5 separate regions of the Anser cygnoides genome follow, and all the other regions are linked to region 2. The links are chromatin contacts, called in public Hi-C maps. All regions are on one chromosome and are shown on one strand. Each heading gives the region's core, a stretch centred on a gene start, on an enhancer-like site or on the middle of the called end of the contact. The rest is flanking DNA. Distances are from core to core; before and after follow the strand shown.

The links. A called contact is a pair of places that touch in the nucleus more often than the background predicts.
Region 1: a Hi-C map of liver shows a contact between it and region 2, with 6 times the contacts expected there. The contact joins two enhancer-like sites.
Region 3: a contact with region 2 is called in a Hi-C map of liver, with 14 times the contacts expected there. The contact joins two enhancer-like sites. A contact is called at or near these places in 2 of 7 Hi-C or Micro-C datasets (both in liver).
Region 4: a Hi-C map of liver shows a contact between it and region 2, with 7 times the contacts expected there. The contact joins two enhancer-like sites. A contact is called at or near these places in 2 of 7 Hi-C or Micro-C datasets (both in liver).
Region 5: a Hi-C map of liver shows a contact between it and region 2, with 2.5 times the contacts expected there. The contact joins two enhancer-like sites. A contact is called at or near these places in 2 of 7 Hi-C or Micro-C datasets (both in liver).

Annotation. Positions count from the first base shown.
Region 1 is chr16:8,556,892-8,559,591 of Taihu_goose_T2T_genome, reverse strand. No RefSeq gene overlaps it. Among named protein-coding and RNA genes, the nearest start is that of PTPN1, 9.7 kb to the right of the region's middle. Within about 2 kb of position 1,316, at least 2 of the 3 cell types and tissues checked have open chromatin away from gene starts, as enhancers often do. A contact at or near this core is called in liver, where this site is marked.
Region 2 is chr16:8,791,195-8,793,894 of Taihu_goose_T2T_genome, reverse strand. No RefSeq gene overlaps it. Among named protein-coding and RNA genes, the nearest start is that of SNAI1, 27 kb to the left of the region's middle. Within about 2 kb of position 1,329, at least 1 of the 3 cell types and tissues checked has open chromatin away from gene starts, as enhancers often do. A contact at or near this core is called in liver, where this site is marked.
Region 3 is chr16:8,934,098-8,936,797 of Taihu_goose_T2T_genome, reverse strand. All of the region lies in intron 1 of B4GALT5 (beta-1,4-galactosyltransferase 5), which reads right to left. Among named protein-coding and RNA genes, the nearest start is that of B4GALT5, 14 kb to the right of the region's middle. Within about 2 kb of position 1,402, at least 2 of the 3 cell types and tissues checked have open chromatin away from gene starts, as enhancers often do. A contact at or near this core is called in liver, where this site is marked.
Region 4 is chr16:8,657,820-8,660,519 of Taihu_goose_T2T_genome, reverse strand. No RefSeq gene overlaps it. Among named protein-coding and RNA genes, the nearest start is that of CEBPB, 53 kb to the left of the region's middle. Within about 2 kb of position 1,414, at least 1 of the 3 cell types and tissues checked has open chromatin away from gene starts, as enhancers often do. A contact at or near this core is called in liver, where this site is marked.
Region 5 is chr16:8,586,720-8,589,419 of Taihu_goose_T2T_genome, reverse strand. No RefSeq gene overlaps it. Among named protein-coding and RNA genes, the nearest start is that of PTPN1, 40 kb to the right of the region's middle. Within about 2 kb of position 1,344, at least 2 of the 3 cell types and tissues checked have open chromatin away from gene starts, as enhancers often do. A contact at or near this core is called in liver, where this site is marked.

The DNA of each region.
Region 1 (2,700 bases), core at 67-2,566, 230 kb after region 2:
ATTAGAATTCCTTCTTGAATTCCCACTCAATCTAATGAAATCCTGTTCATGGAAACGAATTTCTGTACATCACCCTATTTAATTCACACAACGAGAAGAAGTAGTAAACAAGGGACTTGCAACTTGCCCTTTTTCCTTAATATCAGAGCAGATTGCACATAACAAAAGGGCCAAGGCTGCATCATAAAAGATGATGCCAAACCATTTATACTTTGCATCGATATTACAGAATTGGAAGGAAATACATCTCTTGAGGCACAATCATTCTTGGAGCTTCCTTTGGATCAGAGCAACTCTGAAAAACAGTGCTGATTGGCCACCAAACAGCAAGCTATTCCAAGAGCATTAGCCCCTGTAGTTTTTATAAGCCATTACATTCAATAAATAAGGTGTTAGTAAACTGAAGGAGAATTTTACAGATGAAATATTGCCATATCAATTTAAATACAGTGCTAAGCTGACTTGACAGGTGGTCTGAGAATATCGTTTCAGTTAAGGGTGGGAAGAGAGAATAGCTAATCTCTCAATCACCAGACAGATCCAGACAGAAGTAACATTAAGGTGCCTCTTTTCAGCTGGCAAGGCAGGTAAGTTCACAAAGTGTTCCTGAAATTCTAAGGATTTTGTTGTGTCTGGACAGTGCACACTGTGAGAGCCCACAAGATTTCAGGCACTCTGGAGTACTGCAGGATCAGCAAATATTTTATTATTCTAGTATTTTAAAATATTAACACACTAATCCCTGAAAACTCCGTTTGTGTTTTATGCATTTCAGAAGGCATTTTTCAGGCATTGTGGAGTGAGTTAACTGGCATACAGTAATGACAAAGCTGTTCTCTAATTTATACCATTGTCTCACCTACCTGTTAAGGTCAGACAGAACACTGGCCCCTAGACGCAAGCCAGCAGCTCTCCACCGCCCCAATTATGCATTGCACAATGTCATTGTCATTTCAAAAAACCGTGTATACTTCCAAGAGATTTCAGAAGAGTCAATGCAGGTTAAAACATTCCCTCCCCAATCCCACCACCCCATCCATTCTCCACCCCAACAACTCCTCCTGCACACGCACTTCTCCCTTCTGTTTATTTTTTGTTTTAAACACACTAAGCAAAAATTGACTTTGGCTGCTCTTCCTGAACTCTGAAGTGTTTGTGTAGATAAGAGTCAGATAATACGTTAGAAGAAAGTTTCATAGGTCCCTTTTCTCCTGGCAGGTAGTGACCAAGGCCAACCATGCACTGAGGTTTCTTTCCCTTGCAGCAGTATTTTTCTGGCTTGCCTGCTTATCGAACTAGGCCACGTTTGGAATTTTTATTACATCTGACTTGGAAAAAATATTTCAGCTGAAAGATACTTGTTTATCTACAGTGCTGGGGGAATACAATGTGTAAATCCACCTACTGCCATCCCAAATGTGGTGTTGGTTTTTAAAGCAGCTATATTGAGTCTTTCTTGGACTAAGTAAAAAAGGAGCTGATCTGAGCTCCTTTTCCTTTATGGGAAATATATTAAGAATGCTAGAAATCACATACTATAAAAGAAGTAAAATATGCCTCCAGAAACAATTGGTCTTTAGAGGACAGGACAGGACAAAAACAGCCACCCTTGCTTCACAATACTTGTTAAAATGGACATACTCTTATTTTCATATCACTACTTTCCTCCAATAGAGGTTGATAGGAAACTGGAAGCTCTCATTTTCTTCTTAGATAAAAAGAATTACAAACACTCCTTCCACACAAGGCATTTTCTGCTGCTACAGTGATCTTGTTTATGGCTTTTTTTTTTTTTGTAATAAATATTCAGCTCCACATTGAGCTGTGCTCCTAATTGTTTATCTATGCTTGTCATGGCCTATACTATATCCATGGCCATCAGGAGATGGTATATGGAAGTAGGTCCAGAGAGAATCATTTAAAATATGACCTTAACTTAAATCACAATTTTCTGTGAATCACTGAAATCATAGATTTAGTTGTGGTGTCTCAAGATGAAGAATTTAGTGGCAATAGTGGCTTGAGGTGTTGATATTTGTCTCCTGTAATCTTCCTGCCCCAGCATTACTGCACTCTGTTTTTCTAGAAAACATGTTTTGTGTAGCCACATGGTTCCCTATACTGGAGGCCTGCTCTGACTTAAAACTTAGCCAGAAGAAAACCTAGGATCTTTTTTCAAGTAGATGAGTTCCCAGATCCATTTCCAAGTGCAGCTGCATAAATAGTTGGGCTGGCACAATTGAGGGGGAGGTACGCCACAGAAACCAGCAACAGGTGGCACAGGAGGTGAGGTTAGGTCCACATTGCTGCCACAGACTTGGCTTTTGGGTATACAGCTTCAAGTCTAGTCAGCAGTTCATGTATATAATTCTCATAGCTTCGGACTGCGTGTACTGGCAGGAATAAAATCGGAGCAGACTGCAAAATGCCATGGCGAACTTAGGTAAATTTGCAGCTGGCCTGCTTGCACTGAATGCCATGCCATGGTTGTAGTGATAACAGTGACATAATGGTCTCAGTATTAAACCAACGGTGTACCAATAAACCAAATTTAAGTTAATGCCTCCTTGCATATGTACAAAGAGCAGCCACAACTTTGAATGACTACAGACACTTCCTTAAACACTTGTCTTCAACTTGAAACATATTCATGCTTGCAAGATCTCCGCAATAAGGCCAGACTTAAACACTCACCCATTC
Region 2 (2,700 bases), core at 80-2,579:
AACCAGAGAGTGCAGTTCGCCCTGATAAAATTAATAACGCAGGGAGGCGACACGTGCCAGCGGCTCGGATCGTGCCAGAGCCCGTCCTGTAGGAGCAGCTCTGGGCGAGTCCCCGGAGCTCCTGGCACCTCTCCGGGGCCGCCCTGAACACAGAGTGCCGAAGGACAGCCGTCAGGACGTGGGGCTGGAGCACTGCAGGGGTGCCTCCTGCCGAGGTGTCTCCTGCCGGGGGGCTGCCTCTCCTGGGGACGCTGTGGTTAAGGCTCTGGGTGCCCCGGGAGCACCGCCGGGGCCGCGGACCTTGCCCCGTGGCTCGGGTGGCGTCCAGGCGGGGCGGGAAGCAAAGGGCGAGACGAGCATGGTGCAACGCTTGCACGAGACCTGGTGCGGGGCAGGGCCGGGCCATCCCCGGGAGGTTTCCCAGGGTTATCCCCACGTGGATCCTGCTCAGTGGCAGCCCGGCTGCTGGCAGCGCTGCCTCTGCCACCGCCGCTGAAACACAGCAATGTGCTCGGGGGGGCGACAGGCAATGCCAGCAGGAGGCTCAAGAGGGGCTCACCCAGGGCGAGCCTCCCTTCACTGCCTGGCCAAGCCCTGGCGCATCGCTGGGTCTTTCCCCACCCACCTCCAGCCTCGGAGATGCCGTGCTGCAGCCGAGAGCATCTGAAAGCCCCACAAGACCACTGCAGTCCCTCGCTGCTCAGCCCCGAAGCACGCCCGTTTGCTCAAGACACCGCTTGGCTGGGCAGCCCTGTCCCCAGCCCTGTCCCCAGCCCTGTCCCCAGCCCTGTCCCCAGCCCCTCAAGCAGGTGCCAGAGCTTTCCTGCAGTGGCACAGCCCCAGCACAGTGCGGAGGCTCCCGGGGGCTGGTGGTCGTCCCCTGCCTCCTTCACCCCGCTTCAGTCCTGGCCTCAGGAGGGGCTCGTGGCTGGAGCCCCCCCACTTCTGTGTGTGCTGCTTTAAATCCGAATTTCAGGTGTTACTGTCTCCTTCCGTGAGATGAGAGATATGAGGCGAGTGTTGCTGCCAGAATATTTTAAAGAAATGCCTTTGAGTGGAAGTTATCAATGAGCTGCAGTCACTGCTGGGGAAAAGGGCTGATTTGGGATAATTTTGAAAATACGCCCCCAACACTGCAGCTTTGTTAAAGGTCCCATTTTTCCAATCCCAAATGATTTTTTTCCCATGAAAAGTAAACTGGTTAAGTGCAATTAAAAATATTTTTTGTGATCAAAGTGAAAACGAAATGTTTCAGAAGTGACAGAAGACGCGTCTGAGGCCGCTCTAACTCAAGGCTTTCTGTTGGGAATAGAAATGCCACACCTTCCCACCCTGCCTTGGGGGCAGAGTTTTTGGGGCCAGCACCCAAACCTGGCACCCAGCGCCACCTCAGCAGGGGCAGAGGGAGGCAGGGGGGCTGCGGGGGCCCCGTGGGGCAGCCTGTGTGACTGCTCTGGGTACACAGCGGTGGCTCTCGTGTCACCGGAGGGAAGCCTGGTTGGCGGGGCTTGGAGGGCAGGCCTGGGTAAAAGATGTCTGTAAGCACAGCGTGGACTCGGTGTTGTTTATTAACAGACCCGCTTTATTGCGACATCTTGGGCCCTGTCCAGGCATGGAAAACTGCATGGGACTGAGTCTGGACAAACCCTCTGGTGCTGGGAAAGCTGGCACCCGAGGGTGGGCACCCGTGGGTGGTGCAGGACAGCAAGCAGCTGCTCCTGGCACAACCTTGCGCATCGCTTGGCTGTCCTCGGGGGGAAAGGAGGTGCCAGAACCCCCAGGGAGATCGTGGCTGCCGGCGCCCGGCACCCAGAGGTGACACCGCTGGAGCCGGAGCCGTGCCAGGCTCATGGTGTGAAGGGGACAACCCGCTGCTCGCAGCTGGCTCACGTCCCCAGGGGGCTCAGCATCCCTCCTGCCCCCCAGCACCGCAGCCTTCCCCTCCGCCGGTGCCTGGTGTGCTGGAAAACAAATGAAACGTCTCAGCTTTCCAAAGGCAAAGCACGGAGGCCGCCTCTCGTGCAGCAGAGCCGCCCAGCAGCTCCTCCGTGCGAGACCAGGAGAAGGGGCTGGGTCCTGGTCCCCCCCCCACCGGCGGTGTCAGGGCCGGGCTGTGCCGGAGCCACGGGTCAGAAGGAGCTCACTCCTGCGGGCAGCGGCCGGATCCGGCCTCTCGGCACCCCCCCGTCACCGCTGGCCTAAATAAACATCCCAATAAGCACGGGCTGATGCAATTAGCACACGGGGGGGACACCGGCCCGTCTCCCTCACACCTGATGCGGTGTCACGGGGGGGGGGGACGGGACTGTGGGGACCTCCCCAGCACCCTCCCCGCCGGCCCCTTAATATCCAAAGTGGCTGTGATAAGAAGCAGTTGCTGGGGCCGCAGGTGGGAAGGTGTCAAGTCGTACGCACGGAGCTATAAACAGTGCGTGCCCATAAACCAGATCAAAGCAGGGGGAGTTTATTTTCAGAAGGTCTGTTTCCTCCGCGGAGCCGAGAGACAAAGAGCTTCGGGGGGAAGGGGGGAAAGAGAGGGAGAAGAAAAGGGGGGAGAGAGAAATGAGCGTCGGGGCTTGCAGCGGCCGGGCGAGAGGCGGCCCGGAGGGATGCTGCGGGGCTCCAGGCCACGGTAGGAGCAGACGGGCTGGGGGTCCCAGTGGGATATGGGGCCCCAGCCCCCCCAGCAGCACTGCCAGG
Region 3 (2,700 bases), core at 153-2,652, 140 kb before region 2:
TGCAGGGGGAGCTTTGCTCCCTGCCTCGCTTGCCCGTGATGCCCATGCCCCATGGGAGCCATTCCTTGCCGCCAGCGCGCCCCCAGAGGGGCCGGAGGGATGCTCCCCGCACACACAGAGCGCCCTGCCGCAGGTGCAGAGCGGGGCCAGGCGCTCATCCTGCGCCACGCCGTACCCTGCTCCGCTGCCGCTTTCCTCAGCGCAGCAACGTCCCGCCCAGAGAAGCCCCAGGCTCATTTCTGATGTGGCTGAGGGGGTTTTGGCTCCATGCTGGGGCTGAAAAAGCCCAGACCCTGAAGCAGCACGAACTGCAGTGCCAGTACCCGCTAGTGCAAAGAGGGTCGTGCAACTGCTCCAGCCTGGGAAGTGCACGAGGGGCTCTGCAGTAAGCGTGATTCTCACTGCGCAGGCTGCAGCTAACAAGATCCATTTGCAGCAATACCCCAAGACATCCCCTTTGTGGCTTCTTTGTCAAGGCCAGATAAAAGGAGAAGAGCAGTTTCAGCGCACGGGGAAGGAGCACTGTCACGCCCCCACACCACACATCAGCCCGGTGTGCCCGCCAGTCCTCCCAACTCCTAAAGAATTCCCTAGACTCAGATTCTGGAATCACGTGGGCTTATTGCCATCCGAGATTTAAGTAGGCAACAGTTAGAGCTCTCAGTCAAGAAGGCTCCTTCCACAGTTCAGCACCATCAGGAGACGCAGCAGCTTGGCCTCCGCAGCGAGATTTCCGAGTTGTTCTTGTCTGCGATAATTAAAGACCACAGCACCAACACAGTGAGTACAGCTGCTGCACTTCTGTAGGACAAAAAAAGCTGTCAGAAAGAGGATGCAACTTTGAGGCTCCGGCATCCAGTCCGCTACCCCCGTGATTTTGTAAGAACACCGATGTCCTAAGACACTTATTAGCTTATCGTGGACGATGTAGCCTTGGAATACCTAACGTGTTTGAAATTGTTTTCTTCCACCTGGCAAGCAAAGTGCTAATCCAGCTGCTGTAAATAAATTAACCGATTCCATTACCAGAGAATGACCTCACTGCAGATCATTCATCCTGCTCTCTATTAACTTATCGAACACCTGATGTCACACCACAGCCTGCGCGATGCCTTCCTGGGAGTCAGCAGAGAAGCAGGTAGCAGGGCAAAGAGAGCTGGTTTGGGGTGTCCCGAGCAGGAGGGAATGAAGGACAACCTCCGTGCCCTCGCCCCGTGACAGACGCCTGCCGGACGTGCCAGGGTAAGCAGCCTGCTCGTGGGCTGCCCCCGGATGGTGCCCGAAGCTCTGCGCCGTGCTGCTGCTCTCCCACGCTGGCTGGAGCCTCCCTCCTGGGAACAGCAGGCGCTCGCCAGCACCAACGCTGCCCGGCCCCGCTGGCGGCGTCCCAAGGAAGCCCCAGCCCTTCTCGCAGTGAGGGTGGGAATAAAGCGCCCTGGCTTCACAATCCAGCTCTGTCCCACCCGTCACCACAGGCACCGTGCTCCCCGGGTTGTGAGTAACGCTCTGTAATTAAGTTACGCATTAATCCCAGATAAGCAGCAGCGAGGCTGTGCAATGAGTAAGCTCAGCGAGGGATAAGAGGGCCCCGGTTCAGGATCTAGCAAGGAGGCAATGGGAACATCACCCACCTGCAAAATCCCAGCCTGCAAGGGCCAGGGAGCTCACAGCTGCCAGGCTCCCAACCTGCCAGGGTTGCTGTTTTACACCAACAGGAAACAAATCCAGCCCAGGGCACAGGCTGCACGTCAGCTCCGGGCAGCCCGGCGATGCTGCCCTGCCCCATGGCTGCTCCTCATCGCCTGGTGGCTGCTAAATTGGCAGGGACTGTCCTCAGTCACCAGGGACTAGCAGGTTACAGCTCCGCACATCACCCCTGCCCCGCAGCCCCGGGGAAGTACACGCACCCGAAGGTGCACGCTGGGGGTGGCACAAACTGCCTCTCGCCCCACAGAGGCTTCTTTAGGATGCTGTACGCAGCAGGCGTTTCAGCGAGCGACTTGTCTGTTTACCCAGGGATCTGAACGCTCGTTAGCTGATATGAGAAACAGAGCAGCAAAAAAAAAAAAAAAAAGAAATTAGTTCCAGACTGACTGCGCCCAGAATGCAAGCTTGGCAAACAAGTCGGGAGTCAGATGCTTCCCTGGAAAAGACAAACACACCGGGGAGGGCAGGCGGCACTCGGAGGGGCGAGCAGCCCTCCCGGGCAGGCACGGCCCCTGCGGCCAGCTGCACACCCTGCTGCATCATCCTGCCTATTGCACAAGCAGCTCTGGGTACGGAAAAGGCACTTGGCAGACAAGCAGGGAAATTAATTTATAACAGGTGGGCACATCCCCACGTTCGATGCCCGGAGCAGATTATAACCGAGGCAGCTGCACGAGGGCTGGCAGCGCCGGTGCGGGCTCCGTGCTCTGCCCCCGTGGCACGGGGGTCACCCCTCGGGGAGCTGGGGCCTCCTGCAAAGCCAAGCCCCATGAGTGCCACGGTGCTGAGCGGAGGCAGGGAGAGATCCTGCAGCCCATTGGGATTTGGGGTCAGAAACGGCAGCCTGCGGTGCACGCCCCTGCTCACATCCTGCTCCCGCTCCTCAGCACTGCCAGCAGTGCTGCGGTCAAAGGCTTCAGCCTGCGGCACGGCACGGGAAGGTGACCCGTGGGACCCTGCCACGCACCAGGCACGCACCTACCCGCAGTGCTG
Region 4 (2,700 bases), core at 165-2,664, 130 kb after region 2:
TGGTGGTCTTGGAGAAGCATGAAAAGATCCTCTTAAGTCAACGGGAACACGCGTACAGCACTGGGAGAGGTGCACTGATCCCACTATCCAGACCATGATAACTGTACAAACAGAAAACAAGGAAGCCTTCCAGAACAAGCAGAGCCCCAGGCGTACAGGAACACCTGGTGGTTTGGCATACCACTAGAGAGCTTAGATAAACAGTTCTAAAAGTATTCTGGGACCATGGAGAGGATTCCCAGAATCTCATTTGGCATTTAAAATGGGATCTTGTGCCATACATTTGTATGATAAAAGTCCTGCTTTCAGAGGGAGAGACGGGTACACTCTCCTTAGCAAGAGCAGCGTGCGGTCATCCCAGCAGCTGGTCGGCTTCGCCTACAGTGGGAAGAGGTCTTGGCTGGAAGACAGCTAAAGGGGAGGGATATTACATATAGAAAGGTGAAGAACCATTTTAATTTAGAAAAAAAACACCAAAACATCCAAAAACCAAAATCAGACTGTCCAAACCAATGCAAGCTGTAGCTTACTCGATGGTGCAGTTATGATTGCAATTATTATTTAACAGTTGTAGTGCAGTAGTGGTGACGAGCACGTCTAGAAACGCACTGTGAAAGCTATGTACTGTGCAAACATGGTGACGCAGTCAGGATGTCTCTGGAGTCATATTTACTGGTACGCACTCCTGAATTGCAAGAGATGGTAAAAAACCAGTCCAGCTCAAAATTACATCTGGAAACATTCCTTCAAGATGCGTGTTAATGTCAGTGGTCTTTCCAGGACTCGTGGTGCAATCAGGTACTGGAGAGTGGCTGGATTTTGAATTGGTCAGTTTTTCAAAGAGGACAAAGTGCTCACCCATCAGCAAACAAAATAAATAAGCAAAAGCTAAGGCCAACCTTAGACCATCCATGTCATCTGCCAGCTCGCAGGGCTGAGCTGATTTCAGGGTGGTGGAATTTCGCCAGGCTGAAACAAAGAAACCACAGAGTTTATGGGCTGACACAGCAAGGAGGCGGGGGCTGTTCAGGAGGTGCTGAGCTTACACCCCCTTCCCGGGATCGCAGGCTGCCCGCTCCCACAAGGCCCCGCGTTTGAGCCACGTACTGCAAACGAAAGTGCAGGGAGACGAGTTACAAGAAATCAGCATGCTGAGAATAAAGCTAACAAGAACCAAGAAGGCTGGGGCAGCTGATAAATGCTTCAAGCGCACAGCGTTGGTTCATGCAAGTAAGGCCAAATCTAGGGATTTTGAAGAAGAAGAAGAAAGGTGGAAAAGGAAGACAGAGTTAGGTTCCAGTTAATATTCTTGCTGCACTTAAACTAGACTTTACAAACTGGAGAGGGATGAAAAGAAGGAGCTAGAAGGAACTTTCTTGCCCAACCTAAAAAATCCTTTTACCTCTTCCTAAGATCTCAAAATTTAGTAGTATTCCAGAAAGGAATATATTTCCTTTGGGTAAATGTTATCTACCAATTCTCATGTGAGATTGAACTCTGGTTCCTATTCCCAGAAGCAAATGACACTGGACAAATAATCCAGCAGAACTGTGCCTTAGTTTCTCCTTCCATGAAACCACCTTTTATAAAGCATTTACCTCTGTTTGGATGAAGTATAAATCAAGTATGTAAGTTTAAAACACCGTTACTCATATTAAATCATTCGTTAAGCTGGCCTATATGTTGCTATTTTCTCCCCACCCCAGGTCATAGAGGAACATTCAGAAAAATTGTCATTTTGAACAGCGAATAACCAAGCTACACGTGAAGTCTGTATTTCACAAAAGATCACTCAGCCTACAGCTGGTTGGGAGAGGGAAATCAGAGTCTGTCAGGGAAGAAGATGCTGGAGAATAAGTTTTCCCTCCCCTGTACAAAGTTCAGGACTCCCTGAATTCTGTAGCTGGGAAGTGGCCGGTCACAGGCAGTGTCCCTTTGGGGCTGCAAGCAAGACACCCACCCAAACCTAGATGCTGATGGCAGAAGAGTAAGACGCTTCTCCAGAGGGACCCTCCCATTGTCTTAGCACATGGAAGGAAATTAGAAACCACAAAGCATGAACAACGTGAACAGAAAAGCCTCTGGTTTTTGCACTGTCCCTTCTCCTCCCCTGCAGGTACCTGGACAAATGTATGTTTTAAACAGTTGGTCTGCACTGGTGAAACTCTGGCAAAAATGTAAGCATGCATTTGGTTCTGAAAGTCAACATACTGGGATCACAGTGTAGCCAGGAAGAAAGATTAGGCAGGGTTTTCTTACAGAAGCTGGTATCTGACCTCTTCTGCTTACACAAGGGAAAAATCTACACTCAGAGGGAAAGCAGGCATAGCCATTTACGCAGGGTGCCTCGTGGATACCATGGATCCTCAAATAGTAACAAAAGTGAAATACCCTCCCATCTGCAGAAGCTGGCTCCACGTTTCTGAGCAGAGCTGAGAAATTGTCTTAACATAAATCTTGTCCTAAAGGGACCGTGTCACACAGCCACACATCGGTGTTGTGACAGTGGGGAGACATCACCTTCATGTCCCCTGCGTTGCCAGATATGCCTAGCAAGGTCTGCTGCCCTTTTCTACGTGCAGCTCTGATGGGGATGGGGATGCACTGATGCTGTTGCCTTCTCATTCTAATCCCGTACACTTGTAGTAGCCAGCTGTGCACGCTGGGATAGAAGCCTAACCTTCCCCGGTGCCGCTCAAA
Region 5 (2,700 bases), core at 95-2,594, 200 kb after region 2:
GTAAATTACCAGCGAGGACAACCAAGGCCATCATTATATGAGTAAAAGGGTACAGAACTGAGTATTTCTACCCATGACCTTACTTTAAAAAAAAAAAAGCCTTTTGACAACGGAGCAAGCGCTGTAGCTACTAGTCAGCAGAGCAGTGGACAATTATCCATTGTATGGTAGTTCTGATTTTAATCAGCAGAAGTCTTATGAATGCTGGCTACCAACATTATTCCATTCCCCAAACTGTCATGTGTGTTGACCCTCCAACTGCGGCAAGCAAGCGATACAACATTTCCCTGCCTGGTAGGACCATGAGGGATGATCAGCAAAAGAGGGTGTCCGCAAGATGTACTTTGTGCTTCCCTCTCCTATGAAAATGTCGCTTTGAGGCTTTCAGAAGAGCTGTAAAACCATAATTAACCTCTGCACTGGTCTGAAGAGCAGGCCACAGAGATCAGGGAAGGGCCTGCCTCCAACGCACTGTGCCAGGGCTCCCTGAAGCTCAGGGAAAGCAGCTTCGGGGTCATCTGTAGACAGCTCTGCCCCTAAGCCATGGTACCCAGCAGCAATGTAACTATCCAAAGACAGTGACATGATTTGCGTTATTCGGCATTGTAATATTTCATTGCATTGCACTTACATAATCACATCGTGCTATAGGGCTGTTTCAGTAGTTTGCAGTGAAAACGAAAAGGTTACTGTTTCCTGCACTCCTGCCTCAAGCTGAGTATTTCATAAGCAAGCACCTCTGACACAAACACCACTTTCAGGCATCCAGTACTTTCCAACTTTGTACCTTTGGCTGTTCCAAATAATCTCTTCCACTGAATGTGCAAAACTGTATTCATCCCACAGGGACACAAGAAAAGCAGCAAACACTCCAGGAGAACAGATTTGTTCCTTTTCCTTAATTATCAGTTGAGAAGAGTTGCATGGCAGAGAAGACAGAGCAGGAGTGAGATTAGCATGGAAGCAAGGAGTTCATACAAACACTCGTAAACCCCTGGCTGTGCTGGAGCATTCTGGTTGCTTTCTAGCGAGGAAGCACTCGGAAAGTGCAGTGTCTGTTGTTTGGGAAAATCACAGCCAGGCACTGCTGTCACGCAGACTACGTGGAAAAGCTCTGCCACGCACAGCAAGGTCTAGGTTAATCAGAAACGCTGGAAGCCAAGATTAGAAGAAGGTTCAAAAAATCATCTAGTCCCCTGCTAAAACGGGGCTGCTTTCCTGTTTACCATCATATTGAGAAAGGTTGCAAAAAACCAAGCTCATTCCAGCTGCTGAGGTGCCTGATCATTTACCATTCCTACACCACAGTATTCACTGGCAGATGTTTCTCTTTGCTTCGCACACACCCCCTCTCCCTCCCGTTTTCCTCCTTTTGACAGAGAACAATATCACACGTTTTCAAGTGTTAATGATTTACACTAAATACACATGACCATGTCACTGAAAATCTTATCTAAAGATCTAAAAAACGCCATGCAAATGTCAGATTTTTGCAGGATTTGGAGAATTAGAGAGATCAGCTTCAATGTTTTTTAGCTTTTGTCATCAACTGCCCCATCGGTGACAGCCCCCAGGGACAAGCTGTAAGTCTTGGCCCTGTTCTCTGGCGTCCTGCTAACCTTCGTGGCCCTTCAGCAGTGGCCTAGGAAGTGCACTTCATTCTACTGTGGTCAATCCAATTACTAAATCTCATTTGCCAAACTAAATAAAAATTAATGTTTTGCTTTCAAATCATTATCGAAAGTGTCATGGTTTTTAAACAAATTTCACTTAGCTCTTACTCTGATTATCCTGATTAAACTAATGTTAAGGACCTTTGCAACTGGCCTGAAGCCAAACATAAGGCGAATCTGAATCTAAGCCTCAGATCAAGATAGTCACAAGTTCCAGTGATGTTTTACTTGAACTCAGATCTATATAAGGTTTAAAACCTCCTTCTTCACTAAGCGCTTAATCAAGGACATTTAGATTGAAACTAATAAGCTAAAACTATGTGTTTGTTGTTATTTTTGGTGGAAGCTGGCTCCTAGTCAAGCCTCCACTGCCCCTCTCCAGTACAAGGTTGCTGTGCTGATATTGATCATTCCAGATTTTATCTCACGTAAACATATGGCTTCTGAATAGATGTAGCTTCAAGATTTACAACAGTAACAACGCAAATTTGAAGGGTTTCCCTATTAGTTTTAAATGATCTTTTTGCACCATGTTGTTTTACTCCTCAGGTTTCCATAACGAATCCTTAACCCCAGTTTCTGAAAACCCAGCCAGATAAACAGCTGGAAGACAGTATTAGCTCTCACAAATTAAGTAAACAGAAATATTTGTAAACACATATAAGCAGTCTTGAAAAGCCAGCCCAATTTATCTGTATATCTCATATTTCAATCTGTCTTGCCTAATGAAATAAACACTTTCCAAAGTCAGTTAGCCAACCTACCAACAGGAACAAAGCAAACAAACAAAAAACCCATCCATGAAGGGCAAAGGATAGCTAAAAGCTTTCCATTTGACAGGAATAGCATGCATTTAAGTTGCTCGCCTTTCCATGTAGAGTCAGTTTTATCTTGTTTTCCCTTGCTTTGACATTTTTGGTTCCATCCCCAAATTATTTGTAAACTATTTTAATTTGTTAAAATTAATTCGTTAATTTGGAAATTTGTTTCTTAAGTCAAACACACTCATCTTAAATGATACTAGGAG